Linked DNA regions of Mus musculus: regions 2, 3, 4, 5 and 6 are each linked to region 1. A link is a contact called in public HiCAR-type and HiChIP or PLAC-seq data. All regions are on one chromosome and are shown on one strand. The core of a region is the stretch at or near the end of the contact, and the rest is flanking DNA. Distances in the headings are between cores, read along the strand shown. Region 1 holds the start of C130071C03Rik (RIKEN cDNA C130071C03 gene). Region 2 overlaps Gm34196 (a long non-coding RNA gene). Region 3 has its middle 160 kb from the start of Gm34246. Region 4 has its middle 110 kb from the start of Gm41011. Region 5 has its middle 61 kb from the start of Gm41011. Region 6 overlaps Tmem161b (transmembrane protein 161B).

Region 1 (4,939 bases), core at 885-3,384:
ACTGTCTTTGGTATAACTTTAAACATTTTTGAGCCCTGATGTGAAAAATACAGAAAAGTGGAACGTGTGCTTTAAAATGGTGGAATTTTTTGGTGTTTGCATGCAAACCAGTGCCAACAAGTCAGCATATTATACCCTGGGTAAAGGAAAGTTGCTTGATTTAGAACAGAAAATTAGGTCAGCATAATAATTCATGTCATAAAAAAACATGAAAATGTTTGCTATAAAAACATAGATGTGAGTGGTCATTGTGATTAGTGTGAAGGGTGGAGACAGAATCCTGGTGTGTTTTGGTCTCCCTTGATATAACTCTCTCTTTAGTACAGAATTAAAGAAATGAAAACAGACTGAACTACTAGATTGGGACTGGGCTCTTTGTCACATGCCCATGGTCTACTGTCTCCAGAGAAGGCACAGTTATTCCATTCCCTGCTTGTTGAGTAACATGAAGAAACGGATGCAAGGGTGGCAGTATTGATCAGAAAACATTACTCTGTGAGAAGGAGACTGGTACATTTGAAGTCTGCTTAAATCCATAGTTGGTTGTCTAGGGAGGGAGCCTTTATGTGTATGAGTTGGCAGTCTGAGGGAATGAAGCTCTGAGGAAGAGCTTCCTAAGTCAGCTCCCATGGAGAGGTTCTCCCAGAACACCTGTGTGCATCTACGCGGAGGTGTGTGTGTGTGTGTTGTGTTGTGTGTGTGTAAAACATTTGATCAAAAAATACATTCATAAAATTCTGCCTTGTTATCTATTGGAACCAGGTATCAAGGTCATTAACTGCCCAGGACTCAGCATCCTTGGTTTTGATGGCTTCTTTCATCTCTCTGGCTCTTTACTGTACTTCTTTTCAGTAGGGCGAGGCTGAATTTTCTCCTCCTCCCTTCTTGATTCTGGCAAACAAAACCATTCTACCACTTGAGCCATCTGCCGCAGGTGTAATGGATGGCAGGGGGCCCCCCCCGACCTAACTACACCCCAGTCTCTTCCAGGTCCTCACCTCTTGGCACCAAACAAATGAGTCCTGTTCTGCCGCTAGGGTGCCAAGGTGAATGGTGGGTGCTGGCTCCAGCCTTTGGCAACACTCAGTGCTTAGAAACTAGAACCAGCTGACAACACACGCAACAGACAGGCACCCCCCCACCCCAATCTGCACACAAATGGAAGATGCATACATAACACTTAAAAGCCTTTTTGATTCCCTCTTAATTCTTGGTAACTTCGAGCTGTCTTACTCATTACATATAGACGTCCCCCCCCCCCCCGAGTGTGTTTGCGTGTAGGGGGCACGCACGAATGTGCGTGTATATTTAAATAACGCTTATTGGTAGGTCAGCAGCAGCTGATCAGTCATGGTGATCCAATAATCTTTTTGACTACATACGAATTTTCGTTAAAGTCATTCTTTATAAAAGGAAAATAACAATATCCTGTACAATCTAGGGATCCTAGGTTAGAATCGAGGGGATAGTAGAACCAAAGAGCGCCCACCTTGCCAAACTTTCCCTTTTAAAGGTCTGAGAGAAGAATACTTTCTCACTTCCTGATACCAAAGCGTCACTTGAACGAGGGTATGTAAGGAGCGGAGGTGCAGGTCCGCATAGGGAGAGGGCTCTAGAAGTCACAGCCGTCTCGGATGACCTTAGCAGGTTGGGAAGCAGCCCTAGGCGGGAGCCTGAGCCACAAGCTAGCTACAAGGCGCACTGGCACCCATTTATTCTGGAACCCTTACGCTGTAGCCCTTCCCCGACCTTCACTCCATCCCAGTTTTAACCGCTGTTTGATTACCACCAGACTCTCAGATTTGGGCGGGGTCTGGACCCTTCCAAGTGAGAGCTCTTCGGGCCCCCAGAGTACTCACCTTTGGCGAGACCTTGGCAAATCACAGCCCAGAAGCATCAAGTTTCCACTCCCAGATGTACCAGAGTCCCTCCTGTCTTCCATTCACAGCAAGGCCTCTCTCTCCTCTCTCTCTCTCTCTCTCTCTCTCTCTCTCTCTCTCTCTCCCTCTCTCTCTACTTTCGGAAGCAAAACAGCTTGGTTATTCAGAGGAGGAAAGAGACACGAAAGAGTGGGGGAGGGTGAAAGAGAGAGGAAAAGAAGGGAGAGGGGGAGAATGGAGGTTGAAGAGGAGAAGAACCAGAAGATAGTGCGGGCGTTGGTAGAAGAGGAGGAGGAAGAGGTGGAGGGATGGGAGGGGTAGGGTGGAGTAACAGAAGATGGGGTGGGATGTGACCGCCAGGAATAAATTGCTCCCCACCCAGCTGCAGTGCGACGCCCCCAGCGTCTCTGGGGAGCTGGTGCGTCAGCTCCGGACTGGCCTAGGCGGGGCGGTACAAAAGCTAGCACCGCAGGACCCCCTGCGAGGGCTTCCACCCAGTTCAGCCAGCCCACGAGGCCGCTTCCCCAGGCAGCCTCCTTGCTCGGGCGAGGTGACTCTCCACGGCCTTCAAACCCTCCGGAACTTTTACTTCAGCCGGGGAGCCTAGCCATCCTGTTTGGTTTCAGAAAAGTGCGGAAGCCCGCAGGGCATCCTCACCCTCACTGGCGGCTTAACGCCGTGGCCTGAGCGGCTGCGGTCGGTTGAGTCCTGTTCCACCTCCAGCCCCGCTTTCCCAATGCCCGGGTTAAGCGGAGCCCCGACTCTCCGCTTGCCTCTGGGCATCTCTGCCTCTTCTATGCCCTTTCCTCTTCTTTCTTTCTTTCTTTCTTTCTTTCTTTCTTTCTTTCTTTCTTTCTTTCTTTCTTTCTTTCTTTCTTTCTTTCTTCCTTCCTTCCTTCCTTCCTTCCTTCCTTCCTTCCTTTCTCTCTCTCTCTCTCTCTCTCTCTCTCTCTCTCTCTCCCCCCTCCCCCTCTCTATATGTGTGTGTATTGGTGTGTACGTTTGTGTTTGTGCTCACGCGTGAACGCATGTGTGTATATAAGCGCGCAGTGCACGTTCTGAGCAAGAAAGAAGGTAAAATCTGGCACAAAAGTAGTTTTGGTCTCCTGCATCTTGAAGACAGGAGCAAGTTAAACGTATTTGACATTACATTTCGAAGTTTAAAAAAAAAAAACGAGGCTGGAGCACGACGGATCATTTAAACTGAGGTTTTACACTGCAAGGATCATTTATTATTGTTAAGTAAGATGAAAATAAGCTGAAAATGAAAAGCAATCAGTAGGGCAGAAAACAAGATATTTTGCCAACCGTCCGAAGTTGGGAGCGGTTGGAAAGGTTTTCCTGAGTAGGAACATCCAGGGTGGATAAAGGTGGAAGCCACAGATTCACACAAAACCGCTTCAGTACGTGATGGGATTAGAAATGGGACCGTGCTTTCCGACACAGACAACCCTTTAGTTCTCTGTTAACCGCATTAAACCAGCCCCATACAATGATTTCATGGACGCCTTTAATGCACAGACACGGGGGAGTCACGGAGGGTGCACGCGGTCGGTTTGAAAAATTCATAAAGAGAAAAAGTTTTAAAACATCGATATCTAAACACTCGAGTGCGTTTTTTCTCAGACAATCATACCTAAACACAGTGAGCCCCCCCCCATCTTCATTTCCTTGCTGATCTCTAGATGCGACCTTGTACAGTAGGCCGCTAGGTTCCACATAATTCTACTTACATTCATCTGAATGGCGCGTCATAAAATGTCAGAGGGGGGAGGAAACCCTTGAGGGGCGTGGAGAAGAAGCCTTTTATTAGCAATTATATCTTCCAAAGCTGTTTAATTTCAATAATAGCAATGGTGTCGCGGTAACCATCTCCTTTCTGCCATTACAGTGAGACTACCAAATGGATCGCAGCACTATGGGTGTGTATACTTAGTTGAGAGGCTACGATTGCTGGACTTTATGCACGTATCATAGGGCAGGAAGAATTTCCCAGGCATTATTTTGTTTAGCACCTGGTATAAGGACTCATTTACCTCCAAATTTTATTTCAGGATAACAGTTAGAAGATGTTGCTGATTTATGCCTACCGTGGGCTTAAAGTAAAATGGAAAACGAAGTTGGTTTTTTTTTTTTAAATTAAGTTAGTTGAAGGCAAATAAATATATTTTCCTTGAGCAGAACGAGCTGGCTATGAACTATATAAAGTGAAGGTCATATTTCACCACCCTGTCTGGGATTTTCAAGGTTGTTTAGGAGAGCACAAACAAGAAAACAAACTAAGAGCACAGAGCCAGAACCCAGCCTGTGCGTCGTCGGCATCACGCTGCCTAGAACAAACATCCTGGCTACAGCGGTGCCCTCCCAGACTTACAAAGCTGCATTGATATGGATCCGGCATGCAAGGATAAAAGTTCACCATCCCATAGCATCTCCCAAACATTGTGAAGTGAGTGTTTGTAGAAGGACAGCATTCAGACTGTAGTGCAACGACAGGCCAGAGATAGAGCCTTTATGATATGTCATCATTTAACAGGCGAACAATAATTAACCACCTTTGCCTGTTGAATACTAATTGTAGATGTTTGGCTGCCTTTGTTTGAAATTATGAGACATTGCCAGAGGAGGCAGAAGGGTGTGACAATCATAGGTTTAGATTACAGATGTTTAAGACATAGAGAAAGTCCAAAGATAGCTGTGGCTGGGTTTAAGAAGGTCTCCACAAAACTTCTCTTTGCAAAAACTTCTCTTAATACCTGAGATAGACAACTTCATAGATTGCACTTCAGTTTTTCCTTTTAACTTGTATACCTTGTCAGATTTGCTCATACACACTCACAAAACGGGCTAGACATCTTAAAGTAGACACCAGATAGCTGCTGACATCCTAGAGACACACAGGCTGCCTGTTGGCAAGCTGTGGAACTTTCTGTGAGGAAGTCAGGAAAGCCCCAAGGTATGTCTGGCAGTGTGCAGCTGGCACTGGGAGTGTGGCTTCCAGGAGAGACTTGGAAATGTGACCTGGTTCTGGGAGGAAGAGAAGGAAGAGGAAAAAGGTT
Region 2 (4,939 bases), core at 1,151-3,650, 920 kb before region 1:
AAACATATAATATATTTTATTTATCAAGACATCTGCCATTTGGCACCCAAGATAGTTCTATGTCCTAGTTATTCTAAATAGTTTTACAATAAATATGGGTGTGCTTATATCTCTCTGGTATGATTTCATTTCCTTTGAATATATGTCCAGAAGTAAAATTCCTGGACTTTGTGATTGATCCAATTTTTGGTTTTGCAAGGAACTTTATATTGTTCCCTGTAACTTCTATAGTAATTTTCTATTCTCACCTACAGTGGGTAGGACTTGCTTTTCCTCTGTATCCCTATTAGCACCTGTTGTGCTGTGTGAATATTCTGTTACTGCTGTGAAGCTGCACATGGCTGTCATTTTCCAAGCATCACTCATTGAACATACCTTCTGTTCTCTGGTATATGCTGTTCCTTTGTTGCAAAGCAATTGGCTATAGGTTTAATTCTGAGTATTTGATTCATGGGCCTGTATTTATCTTTATTACAAGTACCAGGCTGTCTTTATTATTATAGCTATGCAATATGCCTTAAATTCTGGCATTGTGGTACTTCCAACTTCATTCTTGCTACTCGAAATTGTATTTGGGGTCTTTTGTGCTTTCATATGAATTTTGGGGTTATGTTTTAAAATTCTATAAAAATATTAAGTAAACTTTTTATGTTCTCTTCAGGGAAAAGAAAAATAAGAATGAAGAGTGTATTGCTGATAGTTGATAAACTATAGATGCCAACCCAGCCTGTAAGTGCAGGAAGCAGACCTCAGCTTTGCTTCCTAGCAGACTCATAAACCAGCCAGCCAGACTTAGTCTAAAGCTCTGAAGTGAATTCTGACTGCCACCAGGAGTCCCAGATTGTAAAGCTGAGAATCAAAAGCAAATCATCCCCAAATTACAGCCTCAAAAACCCTGCAACAAAATCCTAGGTCAATAACAGTTGGGAACATAATCTCAAGTAAGACAATTCTAAACTTGAGAACTTAGAAAATAAAATATTAGTAGTAAGCAATAATGATTATTATATAGAGATGAAACTCAGATTTGAAAAGGCTGTGTGGCTAGAGGCAGCAAACATCCCAAATCTGTTCAAAAGTCCTTAAATTTTCTTTCCATAAAAAATGGGACTTTTTTGCCATTTACACTCTTTTTATGTCTCCCATCTATTAGTTCACAATTAGGAACAGTTTTGAAAACTAACTTGAAATGATCTTAACTTAGGATGGTTGGGCCTGACTGATTTGCTGGTGTGTGTGATGACATCAAGTTTGTGGAGCTTATGAAAAATGAACTTCCTTTGGAGTGTGGGTCACACTTCACCTGATCTTCGACCACCATGAATCAAGTTTTTTTTGATTCTATCATCATTTTGCAGCCTGAGTATTCGTGAAGCCTAAACTTGCACCAATGCTTTCAGGACCAACATTAAGAAGGAAGAATTATTACCAGAGTCTCTTCAGGGACTACTACATAAAAGGAGCAAGAGAAAGGTCCCATTCTTTAGCACTCAGCATTGCGATGAAGGTGACATTGGCAGACTGTATGTGGCAGACCAATAATTGGGATAGCCATTAGGATCATTTAGATTGCATAAGAACTGTGGTTTAATAAAGAAAAACATCACCATTATACAACAGGAAATATTTCTTTTGAGCATCCTTCCAGTGTATTTTGCAAAATTCTTCCTTCTATAATCCAGCTATTATACTTAAAAGACTGCTTATTGGACTTAAAAGTTTTTTTTCAACATTTGGGATTGAAGAAATTGTAAAGTAACAAATGTAATATCATTCTGTTGGATTAAATAATCCAATCCAATAATCTTTGTAATCTGGAAAAGATCCCAATTGTTAACCTAATATTCACCCCATTCTTCTGCACAGTGTCCACTGAAGAGTGTCCTAGACACCATTGTAGATGAAACATTCATCCTGACAATGCCCAAATATGCCTAAAATTGCAGATGATGGTTCTGAGCTTTTCCGCCTGCTTATCTGTCTGCCTTCCATGTGACCCTAAATTAGGCATCAGAAGGTATAGTGTGTAATACAGATTCCAGGCACAATATACCTTCTCGCAATTAGTTGAAAGTGCTGTTTTGTAATTAAAGGGTGAAGTGGGGCATGATGAACATATGGAAAAGGAGACCCTTAATAAGTGATGGAGCCTTCAAAAGAAATTGCTAATTAGTATGCATTTGATGTGCACTATACCAATTTTAAGACTTTGCCTTGAATAAATTGCTATGTTGGGTGTTCGAAGGAGTGGTGAGATTAGCATTTACAAAGGGGGCAATTTTCTGTCTTCTTGACTCTGTTAAATGGAGGAAATAACTTCCAAGACTGGAGCAGTAGTTAGCCCATCAATCATTCTCACAGCTGGAAACTGGGGATCCCAAATGCAGAGATCAGTTAATCCGTCAGCTAATAAGTTCATAGTGGCACCATATGGCGTGGGGCCACTCCACACTGGGAGAAGGACAGAACTGTTTACACAGGCATGCTGCTTTCTCAGGTAGCTCCCTGCTGACAGAAACCTTTGTTCTGAAGGATCAATTTACTTTGCACAGTAAATTGACTGAATTGATCAGTTCAGAGCATATAATTGTTGGCTAATCCTGTGGAATCATGTCCCATCCATGTGAGTAGGACAAAGGGGTGCTGCCCATGGCTTGGTCTCGGGCTCCATCCTGGGGCTATTCTCATCAGACAGACTGGACACTGATTAAAGGACCAGCAGAGAGTAGAGATGTAGTGAGCATTGACTTCAAAGAGACGAGAAACTGTGCAACGTCTAGAAGGCCGTCTCTACTCAACTGATATCATGACATAACAAAGTAAAAACAGTCCGTCTAAACAATTTAGAACCAGCTATTTTCAAAACTCTGAAATGAAAAGTTACTGCTTGTCTCCAGAGCTAAGTTTCACTACTCATGTTCACTCCCAAAGTTACCTTTCGTTTTGGCAATGAAAGGAACTGAAAGAGAAAAAGAAGCTTAAGGTACATGTCCAGGAAAGCATGGACACTGGAAATGAAGTGAGAGATGCATTTCTTAGACATCGTGCTCCAGTGGAGGAGGCATCCACTGTTGTTCCTGTGCATAGGGTATGGGAAAATTCATCAGAGCCTTTCAGAGCGAATGGGAGCAAAATCTTCCCATTCCTAGCACACTGGTGTGAATCCTGGTGCTTTGTTCCATAGGCGTGTTTGATCTGACTTTGTTTTTTCCTTCTCACATACAAAATAAAAGAAGAATAAATAAGATGAAAAAAAATCCACCAATAGAGATAAATGTTGGACATAGTTCCCTTCAACTAAAGTTTTTCTTCAAAAGCTAGTGTCAATAGAATCATTTCACATCAATGGTTTGAAAAGAGACTTGTGTTCAATAGGAACTGAGGCCATTTGGTGTCCCTGAGCAGACATTTGCTTATTAAATGTCTGAGCACTAATGAACTTTATAGACCTGCCCTGAGAATTTCTACCAATTAGAGGGCTTTTGATTTTTTTTTTACCTATTTTATGGAGAATAAATGTCTGAGATTTGCTTCATATGGAAAAATAGCAGCAAATTTGACAGCATGTGGACTCTTAGAAGTTATTTTAATCTTGCTCATTATGTAAACCAACACATGCTTGGTGATGTTCTAACCACCAGAGAGAGGGATATGCTCTATGATAGATAATTCCAAATGATCTAATATTATTTATCTCAAAGTACTCTGAGTGTATTTCCCCAAATTTCTATGGAACTGAAAATTTTCCCTTTTATAGTCTTTTATTTCTATCACTACATCCACAGTTCCTAGGATTCCATGGTGTTTTAAAAAGCAAAAATCAAAGAATATTTTTTCTGATTTATTTTAGTAAGCATTGTTATGAAAATAAGATAAAGTATAAGTAGTTCTGTAAATATATTTTCATATTAAACTTGTAAAGTTAAAAAGAAAAGTAGCATATTGTGTCCTGGAAAGATCATAAGCAAGAGTCTCCCATGAAAACAGGCACGCTGCCAAACTCTGGTCAAAGAGAAAAATAAAAAGGCTTTTGTGTATTTTGATAAATTTCCTCTCTCAATTGTTACTGGTTTGGAGTGTCCCTCTCTGTACATTGAATATGAAGTAAGTTTTAACTCCTTGTGAGTCACTCATATGACATGTGTCCATTCCTTGACTAGCCTAAATGAACACCCTGAAGTCAACTGGAATTCCCAGGTACTGAACCTCCAGCATAAAATAGATTCCTAGGCCTGTTTCATATCTCACCAAATCTCCAGCTCATACTCATCTCAACATTTGCTTCATTGTGGAAATCATTGCAATGTTTGAAATCAAAGACAAAACTTATCGAGTCATGTATGTTATCTATTCATGGCAATAACTATTCTCTAGTTAGTGGTAAGCAAAGCTTTATAAATACAGTGACTCATTTTAATTATTCTTAATATGTAAGTGATAGATCTGGAGAAGTTACATCTTACCAAAATATTTCCAAACTTTGTAGCCATTTCTCTACCTTGTGTACATTTTCATCTTCGCCTCAACTGACATGAGAGTTTGTAGTAGTTTTCTGTACATCTCTGGGAATTTCTTTAGTCAGAAAATGGAGAAAGCATGTCACAATTTTCAATAACCTGTCCCAACATCTAGGACCAATTTCCAACTCATTATCCTAAAATCTTTACATGGAATCTCCAACAATTTAGCCTTTTCATTTTGTTTTAATTAGCAAAGAAGAAAGATGCAAGGGAAAATATAGGCTTGCTTCTCCCCTTTGTCACTGCTGACCTGCTTGTCCCTGGGCCTTTCTTCTGAATACAAAGAAAACTTCTCTGCCACCTCATTATAGATTGTACTGTTCACAAACTATCTCTGGAACACATCATTAATGTGTGTTTTTTTTTTCCTCTGTAGCCTCAGACTAAAGACATGCCTATTCAAGAGCTTGAGAAATATT
Region 3 (4,939 bases), core at 1,529-4,028, 790 kb before region 1:
ACTCAATGTGGAAGAATGAAAATACATGCTTACCTCTCATTTTGCACAAAATTTAACTCCAAATGGAATTTGCAAAGGTTACAAACGAACATTCATTAATTTACTAGAGGAGAAAGCATGAAATAAGCTTCAATTTGTTAGCATAGGAAATGATTTTCCAAACAGGACCCTGACAGCAAAAGCATTAGGACTGGAAACTAGCAAATGGCAACTCAGAAAACTATAAGGCTTCAGTATGGCAAAGGATGTCATCATTGAAGTGAGGGGGCAACTAGTGGAATGAGAAAAATATTCTTCACCAACTATACACTTGACAGATGGCTGGCATCTAGAATATACAGTAATATAAAAAACAAAAACTAAACTAAAAACAAAACCTAAAGATCAGAAAAATAACAATTCAATTAAAAGGTGGGACATAGAACCAAGCAGAGTTCCCAAAATACAAAATGCAAACTGCTAACATCTTTATAAATGTTCAACATTCTAGGCCACCAGGAAAATGCAAATTAAAACTAATTTGGGATTCCATTTTACCACAGTCAGAATTGATAAAAATACAATTGTTATTTGCATGGAGGTGAGAAAAAGGCAACACTTATTTACTCTAGTTGGGGGTATAGACTGCTTTAGCCATTATGGCAATAAATATGGAGGCTTCTCAAAAGGCTAGAAATAGATCTGCCAGCTGATAAAGCCTGCCTGTGAGTGGGTATATTTACAAAGGACTCTATATGCTGCTGCAGAGATGTCTATTTATCCATGCTCATTCTGCTCTAGTCACAAAACCACAAAATGGAAATTAATTAATTAATTAATTAATTAATGCATAGTGGAAATGTATCAAACAGATATGATGAGTGCTATTCTGCTGTTTTTTTTTTTTAAATAGTGAAACCTCCAGGCTGCAGGTAAATGAATACAGCTCTAATCATCATTCTGTGGGGTGTAAAATAAGTTTGCTTCAAGGGTGATATATATATATATGTGTGACAACTATGGAGTCTCATATATATGAGCAGCACAAATGAGATTCCATAGTTGTTCATGTTTTAAAGAATATACAAACTTAGAAGGAGGTAGGGGTTCAGGTGGATCAGGTAAGAGTTAGTGGGAGGAGTGAGAGATGAATAATTATCAAAACACACCACATGGAATTCTCAAAGAAGTAATAAAATTATGTGAATAATTAAAACATCATGAGCACTATACCAACATTAAGACCATTAAAATTCAAAACCTGACAATGCCACATGAGATATGGAAAACTAGAAATTTCGAAGACAGGTGGGGAAAAGAGGATAACTACAAAGAGTCATAAAAGAAACTTAAAGGCTGATTAATTTTACTCAACATATAGACTGCTTCAAGGGATATGGTATGGAACTAAAGCTAGACTATAGAAGCAGTTCTATTTTTAATTTTTTAAAAATTAGAAATTAGTTCTTTTTAATTAATTAAACTGATAAGCATGATATGGAACAAGCAGAATAAAAAATTAATATTAAATGGTAATTTATAGATTAGACACTTTACTCACAATGAAATATGGATTTTCTACAATTTATGATAAGTAATCATTGAACTTAAGGATAATTTCAGAGTTTTCTTTGGATGTTGTAAATAGATTTCCTTTCCTACAGTGCTTTAATTATTCTAATGCATTTACTCTCCAGTTTCTGTAACTTTGAGAAAGTTCTTTATGACATCTTTCTTTACCTTTATGATCCAGTTTTTGTTTATTATCGTACACTGAATAGTACTTTACTCAATAAATCTATAGTTTAGTATTATAGATGAATTAAACAGCTTTTATAAATGTGATTACAGCCTCACATATAAGATATATTGTGATTTTAGCTATTTCATTATGTAAATGTTAGATTCCAAATAATAAAATCCATTATAGTAAAGGTATGATAGAAGTAGATGATAGATAAATAGATAGATAGATAGATAGATAGATAGATAGATAGATAGATAGATAGATAGATAGATAGATAGATAGATGGATGGATGCATAGATTTCACAGTTTGAGAGTAGTTAATAAGACTATTTAATAATTTTTATTCTTTTAAGATATAATAAGTATTATATTTTTGACTATGTATCATCTCATCTATTTTTTCAAAGTTCTCTATGTTTATTGTTCATATTAACCATTCAACTTCTCTAATTATGTAAAAACTGTATCTATAACAGACAATGAATGGTTCAATTCACTATGAATTCACAAACAGCACTGAATCAATAAAACTCCACATTAGACATTTTCTTCCTGTTTTCTCATGAGAGAACTTCTAGTTTATGAATAAAAGTCTAAGACACCGTAAAAAGTAAGTTCAAGGACAACAGTACTGCGTTTCTGGGTTAACACACACTGAATTTGGGAAGCCATCTTTGCCCGAGTTCTCACCCTGTCTCCTGAAAGACAGGCTTGCATTTGCCCCACTGCAAACACTGCAGACTTGGTCTCAGGCTACATTTCTCTTCTATTTATGTACTGTTTGTCACAGGGGCTCTGTCAGATTTGTCCTACACAATTATTTCTCTTCAGAGTCAGCCCCACCTCCCCTCAGGCTTAAGGAGGACCCCCAAACAGAGGCTGTGAATGGACCCCCAAGGTCCACTTTCTGACCTCGTCTCTACACTGTACATGACTGTTTAATTTCCTCTTTAAGACAAATTAATTGTTGCATGCTCTAATGAGACTGCAAAGGCTCCTGCTCCAATCTGGTAGCTGGGAAGAGGTTACCCAGAGGTTGTCCAGATTGATGGTTCCAGGGTGGGTGACCTAAGGATGAACTTTGACTAAACTTTGCTCTTTGAACACTTGGCAGTCTGCACTTGGAAAGTGGTAATTATGCACAAGAGACAGTTTAAAACTCCAGGCTAAGACTGTGTTTGGAAGTTAGCCTTTGGAAAAGGAAAGGGGAACCCTTTGCCAATGTTTTCAAAACCAGTGGTATCAATTACTTTTCTAAGTGTTTTTTTTCCTTCTTTATTACATTGAACTTACATTCCAAAATAAAAAGCATTAGTCCAAATAGAAATGGCTTTTTCTTTTCATTTCCTTTCATCTAGGCACTATAAAAAATACATTAAATTCAACCCAATCTAATATAACACAAGTTATACAGTATTCATAACTCAAGAATTTCAGTAAAATGCTTACAAACTTTTCTTGGTTCCTACAACCTATAGGCCATAATTTAAACATATTTAACTGATTAGATAAAATTTAAGCCAGGTTTATGTTGGTACTGAAGAGAAGCTACATATCAAGTCACTAAACCTCAACCCTGGAGTGCAAGAGTAAAACCTGGAGAGAGTCTTTGCCAACTAATTATTTAGCAAGATGCATATAGAAATATTTTTTCATAACTCATTTTAAAAAAGATATTATAAAGTAAAATATTTAGCTTTGGTATAGTCTGGAACTAGGCTGGACTCTCTGTGTTCCATAATAACGTATAACTTCATAAAGTTACAGGAATGAAATACCAGCTTTGGTTTATGCAGCACGTGCTCTATATTTCTATTAGCTAATTAATTAAATATCACATTGTCATAGATAATCATGAATAGAAAATTGTATCTTCATATAAGAAAGGGAAAATGGTCTTAGAAAGTGGCTTGAATTATTTTAATTTTTAATTTTTATTAGATACTTACTTTATTTACATTTCAAATGTAGTCCCCTTTCCTTGTTTCCCCTCTGAAAACCCCCTATTCCTTCCCCATTACCCTTGCTCACCAAACCTTCTACACCTGCTTCCTGTCCCTGACATTTCCCTACACTGAGGCAAAGATCTTTCCCATGACCAAGGGCCTCTCCGCCCATTGCTGACAGACTAGGCCATCCTCTGCTACTTATGCAGCTGGAGGTATGAGTCCCACCATGTGTACTCTTTGGTTGGTGATTTAGTCCCTGGCAGCTCTGGAGGTACTGGCTAGTTCATATTGTTGTTTCTTCTATGGGGCTGCTAACTCCTTTAGCTCCTTGGGTCCTTTCTCTAGCTCCTTCACTGGAGACGTTGTGCTCAGTCCAATGGATATCTGTGAGCATCCACCTCTGTATTTGTCAGGCAGTGGCAGAGCATCTCCAGAGACAGCTATAAGAGGCTTCTGTCAGTAAGCACTTGTTGGCACACACAAAAGTGTCTGGATTTGGTGATTGTATATGGGATGGATTCCCAGGTCGGGCAGTCATTGGATGGTCATTCCTTCAGTATTTGCTCCACACTTTGTCTCTGTAACTCCTTCCATGGGTTATTTTGTTCCCCCTTCTAATAAGGATGGAAGTATCCACACTTTGGTCTTCCTTCTTGAATTTTATATGGTTTGTGAATTGAATCTTCTGTATTTTGAGCTTCTGCTATAATAGTCACTTATCAGTGAGTGCTTACCCTGTGTGTTCTTTTGTGATTGGGTTACCTCACTGAAGATGATGTTTTTTAGTTCCATTCATTTGCCTAAGAATGTCATAAATTCATTGCTTTTAATAGATGATTAGTATTCAATTGTATAAATGTATCACATATTTTTAATCCATTCCTCTGTTGAGGGACATCTGGGTTCTTTCCAGCTTCTGGCTATTATAAATAAGGCTGCTATGAACATAGTGGAGCATGTGTCCTTACTACATGCGGGAGCATCTTCAAGGTATATGCCCAGGAGTGGTATTGCTGGGTCCTCAGGTAATACTGTATCCAATTTTCTGAGGAACAATCAAATTGAATTCCAGAGTGGTTGTACCAGCTTGCAATCCCACCAGCAATGGAGGAGTGTCCCTCTTTCTCCACATGCTCGCCAGCATCTGCTGTAACCTGAGTTTTTTATTTTAGCCACTCTGACTAGTGTGAGGTGGCATCTCAGGATTGTTTTGATTTGCATTTCCCTGATGACCAAGGATGTTGAATATTTTTTTAGGTGCTT
Region 4 (4,939 bases), core at 1,483-3,982, 730 kb before region 1:
ATATGTCTCTGTAAATGGGGGGAAATGAATTACAGAACTATGTAAAGCAATCAAGACTAAAAATGTTGGCTTTGGACTCAAATACTGTGAGTTTAAATTCTCTTACAATCACTCAGTAGCTCCTCTAAAAACAGCCATTCTATCCACTGATTTCTCTGTCTCTAAATTGGAGTCACAGACCCTTAATATTTCCAATCCCTGGCCATTGCTAATACCTTTCTCCTTTCCCCACCGTAGGTAGAGGACATCACTGCTTGCTCTCTGTGTTATTGGAGCTGTAGCAGTGGCAGCGTGGTGGGATCCTGAAGTGAGATGTGCACAACTGTCTCTGCAGGAGTAGGAGGAAAAGATTTCTTTTCCTGTGAAAACACCTGAAGTATCTGGCTCATCCTCTTTATTTGTCATCTTACCAGACTAAAGATGTCTCCTAAATTGCAACAACCCTCTTGTAGCTTAAAGGGAAGGCCTGGAAATTCCCAAAGAAATGATCCCTGCCATCATGGAACCACAAGATAGTCATCCACAGTTCTCATTCTCCAAACTTCTTTCCATATAAGAAAAATAAGCATCTATTTTAAGGTTCTTAGCCAATTATAGCTGCAATTGCCCTAATTAATGCAATGAGATAACTGCATGAAGTTGTGTGGTGGGTGGATAAGAATGACCCCCATAAGCTCGTATGTGTGAATACTTGATCCCCAGTTGGTTTGAACTGTCTGGGGAAGAGAAGGGTTGTTAGAAGAGTTGTGTCAATGGGAACAGGCTTCTAGGTTTCAAGAAGCTAGCACCATTCCATGTATATCTCTCTGTCTTATGATTATGTCTCAGGATGTAAGCTCTCATCTACTACTCAAGTACCATGCCTGCCTGTCTGCTGCCATGCTCCCTCCCACAATGGTTATGGACTCTAACCTCCTGAAATGAGGGTTAGAGTGCGATAATTTGCTTTGATCATGGTGTTTTGTCACGGCAATAGAAAAGTAATGAAGCAAAGGTAGGTAAAGGCTGTTAAGTAAAACAGTTCACTCAGCACTCTGATACAGTATGAGAAGATTATCGCTGATTAGCGGTGGTTCTCATACTAGCAGTGTCATTATTATATCTTTAATCATACTAGGGAAAAGACTGTTCAACCCATAGGACAGCTCATTGTTTATAGCCTTTGATGCCATGAGTTCAGAGCAGAGGTTACCTAGGAATGTATGGATCCTCAGGTTTAATTTGCTCTGAAGAGAGCCAAACATTGGGGGAAAAAATAACTAATGTGACTCTGAGACAGCATTGGCTGAAAGCCATGGTCACTTCATGCATTGAGAAATCAGGATCACTACAAACTCACTGTGAGAGAAACAAGGTAGAGAATGGGTAATGTGGAGTTACATGAAATTTAATTATATAAGCACAGGGATTTTGAAAATAAAATACATATATTAACATAAATGTGTATGTGTGTTTTGTCTATATGTATGTTTGTGTACTACATGAGTATCTGGTGCCTAAAGAGGCTAGAAGTCATCAGATCCCCTGGAACTGAAATTACAGATGCTGCTGGGTTGCCATGTTGGTGCTAGGAATCAAACCTGGGTCTTCTGGAAGAAGAGCCAATGTTCCTCTGAGCCATCTCTCCAGTCCATCTCTCTTCATTAAGGACAGGGTCTCCACATGAAAACCAGCAAAGTCAACTAACTGAATTCTTGGGAGCTCCAAGAGAATGAACCACCAAAGAGTAAGCATCATCTGGACCTACCTCATCTATCCCTGCACATATGTACCAGATGTGCAGCATGGTCTTCATACAAGTCCCCCAGCAACTGGAGCAGAGACTGTCCCTGAATCTATTGCCTACCTATGGATCCTCCCCCTAATTAAGGCACCTTGTCTGGCGACAGTGGGAGAGGATACACCTAGTCCTGTAGTAACTTGATGTGCTGGGAGCAGGGTGATACCCAGGGGAGCTCCGCCTTCTCAGAGGAGACATAGAGAGAAATAGGGGAAGGATCTGTGTGAGGAGGTACTGGGAGGAGAGGGGAGGCTGCTATTGGGATGTAAAGTTAACACATAAATTTTAAAAATTAAAAAGAATTCCTCATTAAAATAAATCTATTTTCCTCTCATTATTGCCTTTTGAAAGGCAAATATTTTCTTTCTGATCATCAGGTACTGAGCTAGCACCCTTCAAAAGTACCTAGCCAAGTTCAATCTGGTTGAAGACAGAGAAACATTCTTACCCCTAACGTAGTCCTAAATAACTGCGTGGCAAACTCCAGTGTATTAAAGAAAATATGGTTACTAAATCATGGCACTTTGTTTTAGAACAAGGAGTCTGTCCACAAGCAGAACAGAGGCTTACAGCCTGGTCATCGTACTGCAGGGTTTCCCAGCCCAGGCTCAATTCCTTTAACTTTGCTAGTGGGAGAAGTAGCAGGTGTCATAACTAGGCTACAAGTTAGTAAGACTAGCTGGTGAAATCTGGGTTGGTCCTGGCACATGGTCACATAGTACCTGCCTCCAAACTAAACACTCTGCACTCATCTGACAGTGACTGCCAAAACAGGAGACATGGATTTATTCCAGAAGTTTACAGCTACTCAAGCTGCTACTGTGTGGTGTGAAACAAACATTATTACGTAATTCCCCAACTTGTAAAGCTAGCCTTTGTGTAGGATAATAGCCCTACTTCCTGTCTTCTGGGTAAACAGTGTGTGATTCAGAGCTCTGTGCCACACCGGCCCATTAGACAGAACTACCCGAGTTTCCTGGCAGCATAGCTATAGCTAACACACTGCCCCGTTCTCCTTCCTTCTTATTCATTGTGATGGGAGGATGAATTGTGAGCTTTCACTCTGAGCTTCCTGGCATTGGTCCATTTGTATCAGCACCCTTGCATTATTCAAACACAGTGTGCTTCATATTTATGAGCTTACAAAATTTCTGGACTCCTGCTTCTGCCATTCTTAAGAACCATCAAGGGAAAGGGGTGTGACCATAAAAGCTAGTGTGTAACAAACCTCATCCAAATGCAGGCAGTGTATTGGGAATCTTAATTCTATTAGAGCATGGACAATGGAGGTATTTGTGTTAGTTACTTTCCCACTTTGAGGTTAAACAAACCAGTGAATGGGACTCCGGGTGGCAACAGAATGAGATACTACATTGGATAACGCAGCACACAAACGTCGGGGAGCATTTTAAAAACAAGCCTCTTTCCTGCCTTCCCATGACTCTTTAGCAATTTGGATTCTGTAAATGGAAGTGAATAGCCTCAGTCCACCAATATCTTCATTCAGCAGTTTGTTTCTAAGATTCACGTGATGCATTTATCTCTATGGCTCCTTCTAAGAAAATGTGCCCCATTCAAAGAAGGTTTGAATTAGCTATAGTTAATGTGTTCTATCTACTCCCAAATTGATATTCTTTCCTGAATAAGGTTCTAATTTGCAATAATTGTTAGACTGAATAACTTGCTACAGGCCTTATCCCAGTGCTGCCACAAGATGTTTCCCACCAATGTGATGAACTGAATACAGTTGTATTTAAACAAGAGAGAGAGAGAGGCAGAGAGAGAGAGAGAGAGAGAGAGAGAGAGAGAGAGAGAGAGAGAGAGAGAGACCACTTTGTCTTATACACTCATGATGCATGGACAAAATTATACGCACATGCCACACAGTTAGCAATGGTCATTTTTCAACTGCTATGCCTACATATGCAGAACTTATTTAAGGGGCAGGATGCAGCCACATTTAACACCTGCCCAAAACATCCACTTCATGAACAATTTACTTAACAACACTATATTCAGCATGGTTTGTAATAAAAGTGGCAGGAATGTGGACTAAAAGTTCTCATTCTGAAGACTAATTTCATTGGGTAGAAGATATGAGGCAGGATGTGGGAACTAAATACTTTTAGATGACTAGAAATTTGGGCAACATTTCTTAACATGCTGCTCGTTTCAAGGCTTCTGCATTATGGTTCAGAAGCTATGTTGATTCAGTTTTTAAATTTTTACAGTTCAAACTTCAAAATGCATAAGAATCATACCCTCCCAAATTGGCAGGTGTTAACTGACCAGATTGAATTGAGCAATAAGAAAAAGCAGAGCATCACAAGGCATGATAGCATTCTCTATGGGTAGGGTTTTGACAAGTTCTCAAAGTCCACTCAAAATCAGTATTAGTCCAGCTTTCTGTTAATTCCCCCAGGGCAGAAGTGCAGCTATTCTGGTTTGTTTTTTAAGAGTTATTTTTAAATTGTGTGTGTGTGTGTGTGTGTGTGTGTGTGTGTGTGTGTGTTCATCAATGTGGAGCCATGTGCACGTGGATGCAGGTGCCCATTACAAGCAGTATGAGCTGCCCCACATGGAATTTGGGATTAAGCTTGGGTAAAAACAGTACAAACTCTTTACTTCTGAGCTATCTCTTCAGTCCCAGTTATTTTATTTTTATGTTCTCACAAAAGAAGAGTACTTATAATGGAAATAAATAATCCTTACTACATATTAGTGAAATCTGTCATATTTTTCACTAGAAATGAGAAAATAGCCATTACCTGTTTTCTTCTTATTGTCCTTTTTTTTTTTTTTTTAATTAGGTATTTAGCTCATTTACATTTCCAATGCTATACCAAACGTCCCCCTTACCCACCCACCCCCACTCCCCTACCCTCCCACTCCCCCCCTTTGGCCCTGGCGTTCCCCTGTACCGGGGCACACAAAGTCTGCGTGTCCAATGGGCCTCTCTTTCCAGTGATGGCCGACTAGGCCATCTTTTGATACATATGCAGCTAGAGTCAAGAGCTCAGGGGTACTGGTTAGTTCATAATGTTGTTCCACCTATAGGGTTGAAGATCCCTTTAGCTCCTTGGGTACTTTCTCTAGCTCCTCCATTGGGAGCCCTGTGATCCATCCATTAGCTGACTGTGAGCATCCACTTCTGTGTTT
Region 5 (4,939 bases), core at 1,441-3,940, 680 kb before region 1:
CTACGCTTTGGTTGTTTTGTTTTGTTTTGTTTTGTTTTTCATTTTCCTTTGGGAACATTGCAAGGGAAAGGGGACCCAGAGATGAGTGGAACTCAGGTGCCTGGCGTTGAACTCCCAAAGAATCAATTAAACGTTGAAAAGAAAATGTCATGCTTCAAACAGAAACCTTAAAAGCATAGCTTGCCTTAAGCATGGAACCATAAAAGAGGAAGGAGGCATGTATTTCCTTCTGCACCAGGCCCTTGTAGAGATGGTCTCGTTTAATTCTTACATATCTGGGAGAGGCAAATTGTATTATCCCCAGTTCACAGCAAAGAGAACTGAGGGTTTGGTTGGGAGTTAAATAATGGACACAAATGGACTAGAGTTTTCAGATTTAGATTTACTCTTAACCTCATGACTCAGCTTACTTCTGAGAGCTTCTAACTTTGTGTATAGTATCTAGGAGAGAAGGCCAAGTTCTGCCCAGCACTGAGAATTAGCAGGAAGAGCAAATCCTATCCTCAAAGGTGTCCTCTGGCTTTCACAAGTAGGCTTTGGCATTGGCATCAAAGGTACACATGCACATATACAATAATAATAAACATTTCATCAAAGAGAACAAGTGAAAGACATGAAGAACAATAAATATGCAGTAAATAAAATGCAATAAAAACAATAGTTCAAAAATATTTAAGGCAATAAATACAGAGTTCCATTTAAAATTCTTCCTTTATCTCTGCCACCTGAATAAAGAACTGGATGTTTTATCAAGCTGAGATAATTTTGAAAATGAAAGATGACATTCTTAAAAATTCTTTTGGTGCTTGGAATATAGATTAATAAAGCATTATCCTAGCAGAAGCAAGCCCTTACAATACTTAATACTGCTAAACCTTAATAAGAAGAACAATCGTAATCCTGAGTGAACAGGTGTACACCAGGAGCTTTAAAAAACAAGGAAGGATAAGAAAATGTTTCATTCTATGGAAAATAGCTAACTTTTTGCTCAGGACATAAATAGGAAAATCCAAATTTATTGTACCTTGAATTTTGCTAAACTTCCCCCAATTTGTAACTTTCCTTTGTGAAATTTTAGTGTCCAAAACTGAATCCTTTGGGAGAAAATATTTAAGTGGCATCAGTGACTGAATATATTGTCCACCCAGTAGTGTTTATATTTTAATACAAGACTACATCTCAAAATAAAGAAATGAATTTGTTATTATAAAAAATCAGATAAGTATCACCAAGTATTTGGGGAAAATGAGAGTTTCGACAGCATTAATAAAAGCATAGTGTGTGTTATAAAAAAAAAAAAATTCCCACTGAAGTGAAACGTAAGCCAGAGGAGAGCGTCTATGTCTCATCTTTTGTTATAACTCACAAAGAAAGGTTACCACAATACATAGGTGCCCCTATAACCTTCCCAGGAGTTATTTTAAATGAAGAATTTCAAATGAAGAATAAAGTTAGTCACACGTACAAGTGGGTGTTTATTTACTTAGGCTGGAGGGGCACAGAGCAGAGTTTGAGACATATTTAAATAAATCAAAAATTAAGAAAGAGGCTAAAGAGCTCTAACAATCAGACCAGGGCTCTGACTGTTCCTTTCTGTGGTTTTCTACGTGGGGCACTAAAACCTCCACTCTAAAAAGCCAGGATCCTACACACACAGCAGTGAGCACTAACAAAAAACAAAACAAAATCTGCAGTTTCACAACAGCCAGAGAGAGAGAGAGAGATGTGAGGTAACAACTAGGAAGTGGGACATTAATGTTTAGAAACCTTCCTTCTTAAATGAGGTAGGAAGGATTACTTCTGAGAGTCAAATAATGAATGAGAAGAAGAAATGTTTTATAGACAGGGTAAGGAGGTTAAAAAAAAAAAAAAGACTGAGCAGACAAGAGAGGGGAGACGGCATGTTTTTTCTTTTTTTTTTTTTTTTTTATTTAGTAACTATAAAATGAGCACTTCTCTCAAAAATAGTTAGATGAAACCATATAACCCAGAAAGCTAAGAAGTTAAGAACGAGTAGCAGTTGGAAAGGAGAGGCAGAGACAAAGACTGAGGGATAAGAAGGGGAAAGATGGAATGTTTTATATCGGATAATGAAGTAAGAGAAAGGCCAAGGACCCAAATCCATCAGGGAAAAAATGCTAATATGAAGCTTTAACATTAAGCATCATCAGGTAGAAGGAAAGCAAACATCATAACTCATGAAGGTAATAAAAAGTCACACAAAAAGTAGCAATAAAAAGTGAGGAAAAAAGTGGGGGAAACGACGAGACGGACAAAGAAACAACACACCATTTTTATTCAGAAAGCTATGCCCTTAAAGGTCCCCAATTCCATGCTCACTCTCAGTAAAGAACCAGACACACAATTCTTTTCCCAGACACTGAGGATGGCTTTGGCCCCAGACATCGCCCCTGAGCCCCCCTTACAAAAATTCTCTCTGTATGTGACCATCTCCTGGGAAAAACAACTGCCCAGGCCGCAGTTCCTCGGATAGTCCTTCATCAGAACAGTTCTCACAGGCAGGTAGCCTCGCTGGTCATACACAGGGATCCCATATGGCACAATCTGGACCTCGCAGAAGTGAAATCTGCATAAAGTAGGACGAAGCCAGAGCCGCACAAAAGGCGAGACACACATGTAGCGACATTGGCTCCGTGCCCTCTGACCCAGCTCTGTGTCTGTTCCCACACTCCCGACAAGCCCGGGCGAATGTGGCCCAGAGCTTGGAGGTAGCTGCGGTCTGTCACTGGATGAGCACGGAGCCGAAAGGAAGCTCAGAATTAGTCCCCCAATGGTGTGTGGATCAATTGTAAGACAGTGTCTTGTCATCCAAAAAGACAATCTACATGTGGCTGCAATTAACCCAGTTAGCCTGTGTCTAACATTGTCCTACAAAGAAACAGCCATGTAGTGAGATGACCAGAGCAGAATACTGCTTTGAAATTAGCAGATTAATTTAGTTCTCTGTAATCTGGGACTGGAATGAGTTGTGTTAATGGGCGTGTGCATGTGCCTGTGTACTTGTAAGTGGCCTGGGTTGTTTCTTGTTGCTAGTGTTTTCTTTCTTTCTTTTCTATTTTCTTTTTGTTTGTTTTTGTCATCATCATCATTGTAAATACACTTTAATAGAAAGCTACACTTATGTCAGTTTTTCCTGGGGAAAATCAATTAAAAAACAACTGAGAGCCAAGGGTTATAAATAATTATGTATTGCTGTAATCTTACAATTTTGTAAGAGCTATCTCTTAACAGAGGTTATAACCAATACACCCAGGTTACCCAAGTACACACCAAACACTAAGTTTAAGATGTGCAATATAGAAACCAAGCCAAAACTACTTTCCCAACTTGAAAGTGTAGCCTCTCCCCTGTGCCAGTGTTTGTGTGCTGTTGGGTGCTCTTTAAAGGAAATATATATATGCTATGAATTAATTCTCAGTATCATCCAAATCAGAGTTGCCATTATTATAATTCCAAGTCAAAAACATATGTAGAATTATTACTATGGATGTTTATTTCAAAGTGGTCGTTATTTTTTTAAACAGAAATGCTTCTTCAATTTTCCTAGATTTTTACATAATCTTACTACGTATGTTCTCATTTCACTACTCTTTTCTGATATAAAATAAAAAGCATTTCACAATCTTTATTTTGAAAGAGGAAAAGTTTTAAACCTTCTTAGCAAGCTGTTGATGTCCATTGCATGCTTAAGGAGAAAGAAGAGCTACGGGGAAAAATACTGAGTACATCAGGAACAAGGGGAGACAGTCTTCTCTCCTTGTGAGGCATCCTAGGACCTTCAAAAGCTGCATCGAGAATTTTGCAAATAACATGACCTCAGAAGGCTTCCCTCTGAAGGATGTCTGGTATCTTCACACCTGATGCAAAATCTAGGCAAATCACTGCGCTGGACTTCACAGTTACTCTATACACATGACCCTGCGAGCCTAGTAACCACACGATCACTAAAAATAGTCAGAATTTAGCTGGGCGTGGTGGCACACACCTTTAATCCCAGCACTTGGGCGGCAAAGGCAGGCAGATTTCTAAGTTCGAGGCCAGCCTGATCTACAGAGTGAGCTCCAGGACAGCCAGGGCTATACAGAGAAACCGTGTCTCGAAACCCCGCCCCCCCCCAAAAAAATCAGAATTTTTATGTTCAAAAGGAGCAAACAGTTACCACAGTTATACCCAATATGCATGCCCCATGTCAGCAGGTTAGCCAACCACAGTTTCCTGCAGCCCACCTGATTCTGGTCAGCTTCAGGCTTATGTGGGAGGCTTGCAATGGTATTCTTATTTTACCAGAGTGTGTTAACAGATTCAAATGTAGACTGGGTGGTGGAAGGAAGAGCTCTGAGAAAGGAGGCATCTGAAAGGAAATGAACAGTATTGTTTTCTGTTACTGCTCAGGGTTTCATTACAGGGTTCATTTGTTCTCTAAGTACAGGAGATGGAGTCCACTGCATATGCTAGGCAAGTGCTCTACGGCTGAGCTACACTGCTAGCTTTTCAATATACTTAATAATAATATCTAATTTGAAATGACAATGACTTGTTTTGTTTCTGACTTGTTTGGGGGTGTCTGAGAAGTTGATCCATAATCATACCTGTAAACAGGAATAGACCATACCTGTTCCTCTGTGGTAGAATGCAAGCTTCGTATGACAAAGCCCTGGATTTGAACCCAGCTTCACATTTAAAATAAGAAAAAAGATTATTGCCTAAATATTGTATTATTTTCAAAAATGTGTATTGTAGTATCCATTGATGCCTCATAATGCTTGCTAAGCTTATTACAGTGGCTTCTAGTCAGTTATAATATAGAGTTATAATATAGAGTTATAATATAGAGTTTTATATGACATGCTTTACCAATTATTTCTTTAGTAAGGATTCTAAAAGATTAGAGCTGGGCGTGGTGGTGCACGCCTTTAAT
Region 6 (4,939 bases), core at 1,228-3,727, 560 kb before region 1:
GTCATCACTGGTTCTATTCTCCAAGGCAATTGAGTATATACTACATATAACACAGTGCACACCATGCAGCCAGTGATTTGCCAGACTTCTCGACTTTAATTCTGACGACACAATAGTGAAAAGAGCATCATTAAGCACTATTCAAAGGGCTGCATTACATGTGATCTTTCACTGAATTCTACCAAGAACCCTGTGAGGTAGATATCACTTCTTTTTCCAGATGGGGAAACAGAGACCGAACAATTAAAATCAGCCTCACGTGACAGTGTCAATGAGAAGCCGGGCTAGAGTGCAAAGCAGCTCTGAAGCTTTCGAGAACTGTAATAGAACCCACGACACGCACCCAGCACACAGCTCTGAAGCTTTCGAGAACTGTAATAGAACTGTAATAGAACCACAGCACGCACCCAGCACACAGCTCTGAAGCTTTCGAGAACTGTAATAGAACTGTAATAGAACTGTAATAGAACTGTAATAGAACTGTAATAGAACCACAGCACGCACCCAGCACACAGCTCTGAAGCTTTCGAGAACTGTAATAGAACTGTAATAGAACCACAGCACGCACCCAGCACACAGAGTAGTTATTAATGCCTGGCAATAAACCGCTTCTTTATTTCTTTGACATCTTGTTCTGCTAAAACATAGTTGTCTAACTGGGGATACATGAGCAGGTAATAATAATAATAATAATTTAAAGATATTACTTTAAATTTTCCTAAGTATGTTGTAGAAAAAAATTTTGTTAGAGATGGCAACTATAGTACTTACTGTATAAAAATATGTCTCTAATTTATTTGAAAACATTTTATCTAAAAGCTATGAATGAAGCAAAAGGAAATGTTAAAATTTTCCATGGATAAGGAAATAAATACTACTTTAGTTTTCATTGGCATTACTTTCCCTCCATAAGTTTCACAGTAGAACAATAATAAAAGCACCGTAGAAGGATCCAAATAGGCAAAATGGCAGATGATAATTGGACATCAGGAGATAAATCTCAGGGTGTATATAGGCTAATATTAGTATAGAATAATATTTGTTAGTATTCTTTTCAAAAAAGTTCAAAAATAGGTTAGAAGATGGCCTGCAGCTTCAGGCTCAAGCCTTATCTTCACCACTTACACTAGTATTAAAGAATAAAGTACCTCCCCTTATCATAAAAGCAGGCAGACAAAAAACTTTAGAAGTGTGACATGTCTTCAATTCTGGTATTCAGGAGGAAGAATCAGGCAGATCTCTGTGAGTTCAAGACCAGACTGATCCACACAGTGAGTTCCAGGACAGTCCGGGCAATATACTGATACTCTGTCTAAAAAAAAATGAACAAACCTACCTACAATTAAAAAAAGCAACTTTGATGTATAGTGAATTAAAACATAGGACTCAAGTACCCATACTTACAGAGGGACACTCTCTCTACCCAACGGTGGGTTCATGATATAGTCTTTGGTGATTGGTTTCACCCAGAGCAGAACCATAAATAAAGGTGCCAAGAAGTTGATATGAAGTAATGTTCTGAAAATATACAAGAAATACACATAAAGATCTAGAAACAAAATGTGCAAGTGTAACTAGGGTATAGCATTTCTAATTATTTACTGTTAACCAGAATCCTTAAGAGCTGAGTCATTATCTTAGTGTTTCAGGTGAGAACATACGGACCTAGAAAGTTCAATGACAATCCCTTAAATCCAGGACTCAATGATAGGTGTTTTAATGATTATCTACAGTGATCACAAGGGAATATACATACACGTCATCTGAAAATTTTCAACACAGCTAAACTGAACATTTGCTTATTATTCACAAATAAATGAGAGTGATTAGAAGTCTTATCAGAAGGCAAATGGCAAATGAAACACAACAGTTTACAACTGAGCAACCTTGCAATATGCAATGATCATTTATAATGCCAAAATTACAAATGACTCAAGATTTGTTATTTCTTGGACTGTTATAAACACAGATGAAATTAATTTACCATATACAAATAAAGATAATGTACCCCCCCCCCCCTATTTTTGGTTCTATGGAACACACCTTGTTATACAGCCTAGCCTGGCCTTCATGCTACTCTCAGCCTCACAAAAGCTGGAACTACGGACATGAGCCACCACACTGGGGCTACATTCCTAATGCAGAAGAGGGATATCAGGATTAAGCTGCAACCTCTCTGTTAACTAAATCTGTATCCTACAGATACACATGGCTTGACAAAAGTTTTCTCTTTGGAACAAAAGACAGACTTGTTACACTATTTTAATACAACACACTGCTTTCATTATCAACCATAGAGAAGGCTTAACTATAGGTTTTAAAACACACAGACTTTTAAATATTACTACACAGACAAACGGTAGGGACAGGTCTGGAGGACACAGGGCTGAGTCAGGAACAACCCAACCACAGTACAAGCTGCACTGCCTTGCCATAGGGGTGCAGTCTGCGCTGCTCCTTTGCCACTCAGGCTACCCACAACAGAACTAGCTTGCCCATACTGTTACAGCATGACAGCGTGAGTGCTGTACCACAACAGGAGGCTGTAAAAAACTGGAAATAACACAAAATCCCAAATTCCCACAAGGAAAACCCTTAAAATAAAGCCACATTTTACTGAAGATAGATGCATCACCCTCTCTCCAACCATCACTAAATGCTTTATGTTTTATAATGTGATTCTTTCATCCCACAGTCTTGGTAAACCATGGAGGGCAGGGAAGAAAGAGCAGTATTAGGTATGCAGTGTTGCTAGGGAACACTCCAGTATCAAGGAGCAGCCCACAGCGGTTTCAGTAGCTTGTGAAGGGCTCCCCTCCACCCACCCTTTTCAGCTTATTTAAATCCTAACACTGGGGTTAGTGGACTGCAGTGTGTGTGTAGAGGGGGGGGGGGGATCAGGTTTTGTCTTAAAAGAAGCCTTTAGAGAGCTGGGTGGTGGGAAAGGCAGGGCATAGTGAAGAGCATGCTGAGTAAAAAAAAAAAAAAAAAAAAAAAAAAAAAAAAAAAAACGTGGGGGAAGATGAAGTAGTGTGTAACAGGGGCGGGGCAGCTAGGAACAAGTAAACATCTAAACACGGAGAAAATGGAGTCAAGGGGAAAAGTGAAAATTAAAGAACATAGGTAAAAGCTAAGAATGTAAAGAGAGGAATTAGGATCTTAAAGTATCTTAAATACAGTGTCCTCCTAGAGGAGCTTACTGACTATACATATGTATATAAGATGGAGGGTTCAAGGACGACCTGCAGTGCAGGTAAGAAGATCCTGGGTATAAACGAAAGCAAATACAAGCTCACCCTTCTGTCAAGGTGGGAGTGGGTGGGTAGGGGAGCAGGGCGGGGGGAGGGTAGAGGGGACTTTGGGGATAGCATTTGAAATGTAAATGAAGAAAATATATAATAAAAAATTGGAAAAAAAAGATGTCTCTATTCATAAACAAACAAAACTCCAATCAACCAAATAAACAAAGACCCCTAAATAAGGACAGAAAACAGCAATGGCTTCAGAGCCATGAGCAGAGGTTTAATGTTTTCTCCTTAGAATCAAAATAGGATTTGGTGGTTAAACTAACTGGATACAGGGTGTTGCATATTATTTACAATCTGGAAATAAAATAATGAATTACTTGAAGTTTAACATGCAGATCAACAACTTAAAATCATTCTTACAAATGTAACTCAGGCTTAAAATTATTTGTCATAAATAAAGATATTAAAATATCTGAATCAACACATAAACTTTAAGTATTAAAAAAAAGTTTTTTAAAAAAATTTTTCTATGAGATTTTCAATTTGAATGTAGAGATCAAAATACTATAAATCTCTGAATTAAAAAGAATATAAACTTTAACATTTTCATTTAAACAGGTAAAAATTAGTTTAACAACAAATGTATTTTTAACACTAGCCTGAAATTTCAAAGAGAAACTACTTATAGCTGACTAAAAACAGGTGTGACATCAAATATTTATTAATATTAATTTTTAATAAAATAATTTATTTTATCACAATAATATACCTTAATTAAGATGGAAAACATATATTTATCTGCATGTGCTTATGTACATTTTCCGCTTACTGTGTAATTTTTTCTGTTGCCATATTCAGGGCATCCAGATGCATTTGAGCCAGCCGTAATCCAGGAAATGTCAAAAAAGCCCCAATGAGTGAACAGAAAACAGCCAGGAAAAATTTGAAAGTAAGTTTTGAAACAGGGCCCCTAGAAATAAAGTTTAAAAAAAAAAAAAAAAAACAACTGATAAATTTTTTGATAACTTACTAAGAACCATTTTTTCTATCCAGGTAATTTACAAGTCATGACAACGTCAGTACATCAAATTATGTACTACACACATACATACTGATCTTATTCTTAACAGGTCATAGTGAACTAACTATAAACTAAACCAGATATTTCTTAAATAATAGCCAACAATCCAAGCTACACATCAATGACATATGGCTCAGATATAAGTTAATTTCATCTTTGGACACAGTGGGATTGTAAGAGCAAATATAGCTAAGAATTTGATGGGAAAGTCTACCTTCAAATGACTGTACACAGTATGAGTAAGGTGTTCCTAAAAGTGGTAACCCGGGGGCTGGCAATGGAGTTTAGGGGTAAGCCCCTCTCACAGTGAGTTTGGAGGTGAGCACCTGCTCGTCTGTATGCACTGGTCCCAGGGTTAGATCCCAATACTGAAATGAGTGAGGGAGAGAAGTGAGAGTCCTATCATAAGGGAATTATTTTACTGATTAAAATCAATTATTTATAGTAAAAATTGCTTTAAGAAGGAAAAACGTTAAATTTAAATAATGCTCAAATTGTCAAAAACTTACTGAGATTCTAAACCCTGCTTTTCAAGAAACTGCATTGCACTGTCTGAAAAATTTGTAAACCCTGTAGGAAAAAAGAGACTACTGTCATCATAGGGTGAAAT

What was found. HiCAR-type assays count read pairs that join an accessible place to other places. HiChIP or PLAC-seq counts read pairs in DNA pulled down with a chosen protein or histone mark.
Region 2: an H3K4me3 HiChIP or PLAC-seq map of embryonic forebrain shows a contact between it and region 1, with 8 times the contacts expected there. The contact joins the enhancer-like site here to the promoter of C130071C03Rik in region 1. A contact is called at or near these places in 4 of 39 promoter capture datasets (the HPC-7 cell line, the SN4741 cell line, cranial neural crest and 1 more), 14 of 484 Hi-C or Micro-C datasets (LSK cells, cerebellar granule neurons, cortical neurons and 7 more), 20 of 115 datasets of contacts at active chromatin or transcription factors (the NIH/3T3 cell line, SST interneurons, VIP interneurons and 13 more) and 2 of 9 other capture datasets (embryonic stem cells and embryonic trunk).
Region 3: a contact with region 1 is called in an H3K4me3 HiChIP or PLAC-seq map of neural tube, with 4 times the contacts expected there. The contact joins the enhancer-like site here to the promoter of C130071C03Rik in region 1. A contact is called at or near these places in 6 of 115 datasets of contacts at active chromatin or transcription factors (VIP interneurons, astrocytes, embryonic forebrain and 3 more).
Region 4: a HiCAR-type map of astrocytes shows a contact between it and region 1, with 5 times the contacts expected there. The contact joins the enhancer-like site here to the promoter of C130071C03Rik in region 1. A contact is called at or near these places in 7 of 115 datasets of contacts at active chromatin or transcription factors (astrocytes, embryonic forebrain, embryonic hindbrain and 4 more) and 1 of 9 other capture datasets (embryonic stem cells).
Region 5: an H3K4me3 HiChIP or PLAC-seq map of neural tube shows a contact between it and region 1, with 7 times the contacts expected there. The contact joins the enhancer-like site here to the promoter of C130071C03Rik in region 1. A contact is called at or near these places in 11 of 39 promoter capture datasets (the C10 cell line, the HPC-7 cell line, cranial neural crest and 7 more), 2 of 15 datasets of contacts at CTCF or cohesin (embryonic stem cells and large pre-B cells), 4 of 484 Hi-C or Micro-C datasets (cerebellar granule neurons and cerebellum), 8 of 115 datasets of contacts at active chromatin or transcription factors (differentiating embryonic stem cells, embryonic forebrain, embryonic hindbrain and 5 more) and 1 of 9 other capture datasets (embryonic stem cells).
Region 6: an H3K27ac HiChIP or PLAC-seq map of embryonic stem cells shows a contact between it and region 1, with 7 times the contacts expected there. The contact joins the enhancer-like site here to the promoter of C130071C03Rik in region 1. A contact is called at or near these places in 2 of 39 promoter capture datasets (the SN4741 cell line and cranial neural crest), 7 of 484 Hi-C or Micro-C datasets (adipose-derived mesenchymal stem cells, cerebral cortex, embryonic stem cells and 3 more), 26 of 115 datasets of contacts at active chromatin or transcription factors (SST interneurons, VIP interneurons, astrocytes and 13 more) and 1 of 9 other capture datasets (embryonic stem cells).

The regions. Positions count from the first base shown.
Region 1 is chr13:83,718,576-83,723,514 of GRCm38.p6, reverse strand. C130071C03Rik (RIKEN cDNA C130071C03 gene) reads right to left here and starts at 2,134. Exons shown (of 4, transcript NR_152245.1): 1 at 1,860-2,134. Gm52046 (a long non-coding RNA gene) reads left to right here and starts at 1,860. Exons shown (of 2, transcript XR_003950632.1): 1 at 1,860-4,939.
Region 2 is chr13:84,636,897-84,641,835 of GRCm38.p6, reverse strand. The region is part of intron 2 of Gm34196 (a long non-coding RNA gene); the gene reads left to right. Among named protein-coding and RNA genes, the nearest start is that of Gm34246, 36 kb to the left of the region's middle. Within about 2 kb of position 2,400, at least 20 of the 459 cell types and tissues checked have an H3K27ac peak or open chromatin away from gene starts, as enhancers often do. A contact at or near this core is called in embryonic basal ganglia, embryonic brain, embryonic cerebral cortex and 1 more, where this site is marked.
Region 3 is chr13:84,512,975-84,517,913 of GRCm38.p6, reverse strand. No RefSeq gene overlaps it. Among named protein-coding and RNA genes, the nearest start is that of Gm34246, 160 kb to the left of the region's middle. Within about 2 kb of position 2,778, at least 9 of the 459 cell types and tissues checked have an H3K27ac peak or open chromatin away from gene starts, as enhancers often do. A contact at or near this core is called in neural tube, where this site is marked.
Region 4 is chr13:84,447,229-84,452,167 of GRCm38.p6, reverse strand. No RefSeq gene overlaps it. Among named protein-coding and RNA genes, the nearest start is that of Gm41011, 110 kb to the right of the region's middle. Within about 2 kb of position 2,732, at least 59 of the 459 cell types and tissues checked have an H3K27ac peak or open chromatin away from gene starts, as enhancers often do. A contact at or near this core is called in astrocytes, forebrain, neural tube and 1 more, where this site is marked.
Region 5 is chr13:84,402,467-84,407,405 of GRCm38.p6, reverse strand. No RefSeq gene overlaps it. Among named protein-coding and RNA genes, the nearest start is that of Gm41011, 61 kb to the right of the region's middle. Within about 2 kb of position 2,690, at least 23 of the 459 cell types and tissues checked have an H3K27ac peak or open chromatin away from gene starts, as enhancers often do. A contact at or near this core is called in cerebellar granule neurons, cerebellum, differentiating embryonic stem cells and 1 more, where this site is marked.
Region 6 is chr13:84,283,264-84,288,202 of GRCm38.p6, reverse strand. It overlaps Tmem161b (transmembrane protein 161B), which reads right to left. Exons shown (of 12, transcript NM_175187.5): 7 at 4,839-4,899; 8 at 4,078-4,218; 9 at 1,405-1,518. Among named protein-coding and RNA genes, the nearest start is that of Gm41011, 58 kb to the left of the region's middle. Within about 2 kb of position 2,477, at least 48 of the 459 cell types and tissues checked have an H3K27ac peak or open chromatin away from gene starts, as enhancers often do. A contact at or near this core is called in cerebral cortex, differentiating embryonic stem cells, embryonic basal ganglia and 7 more, where this site is marked.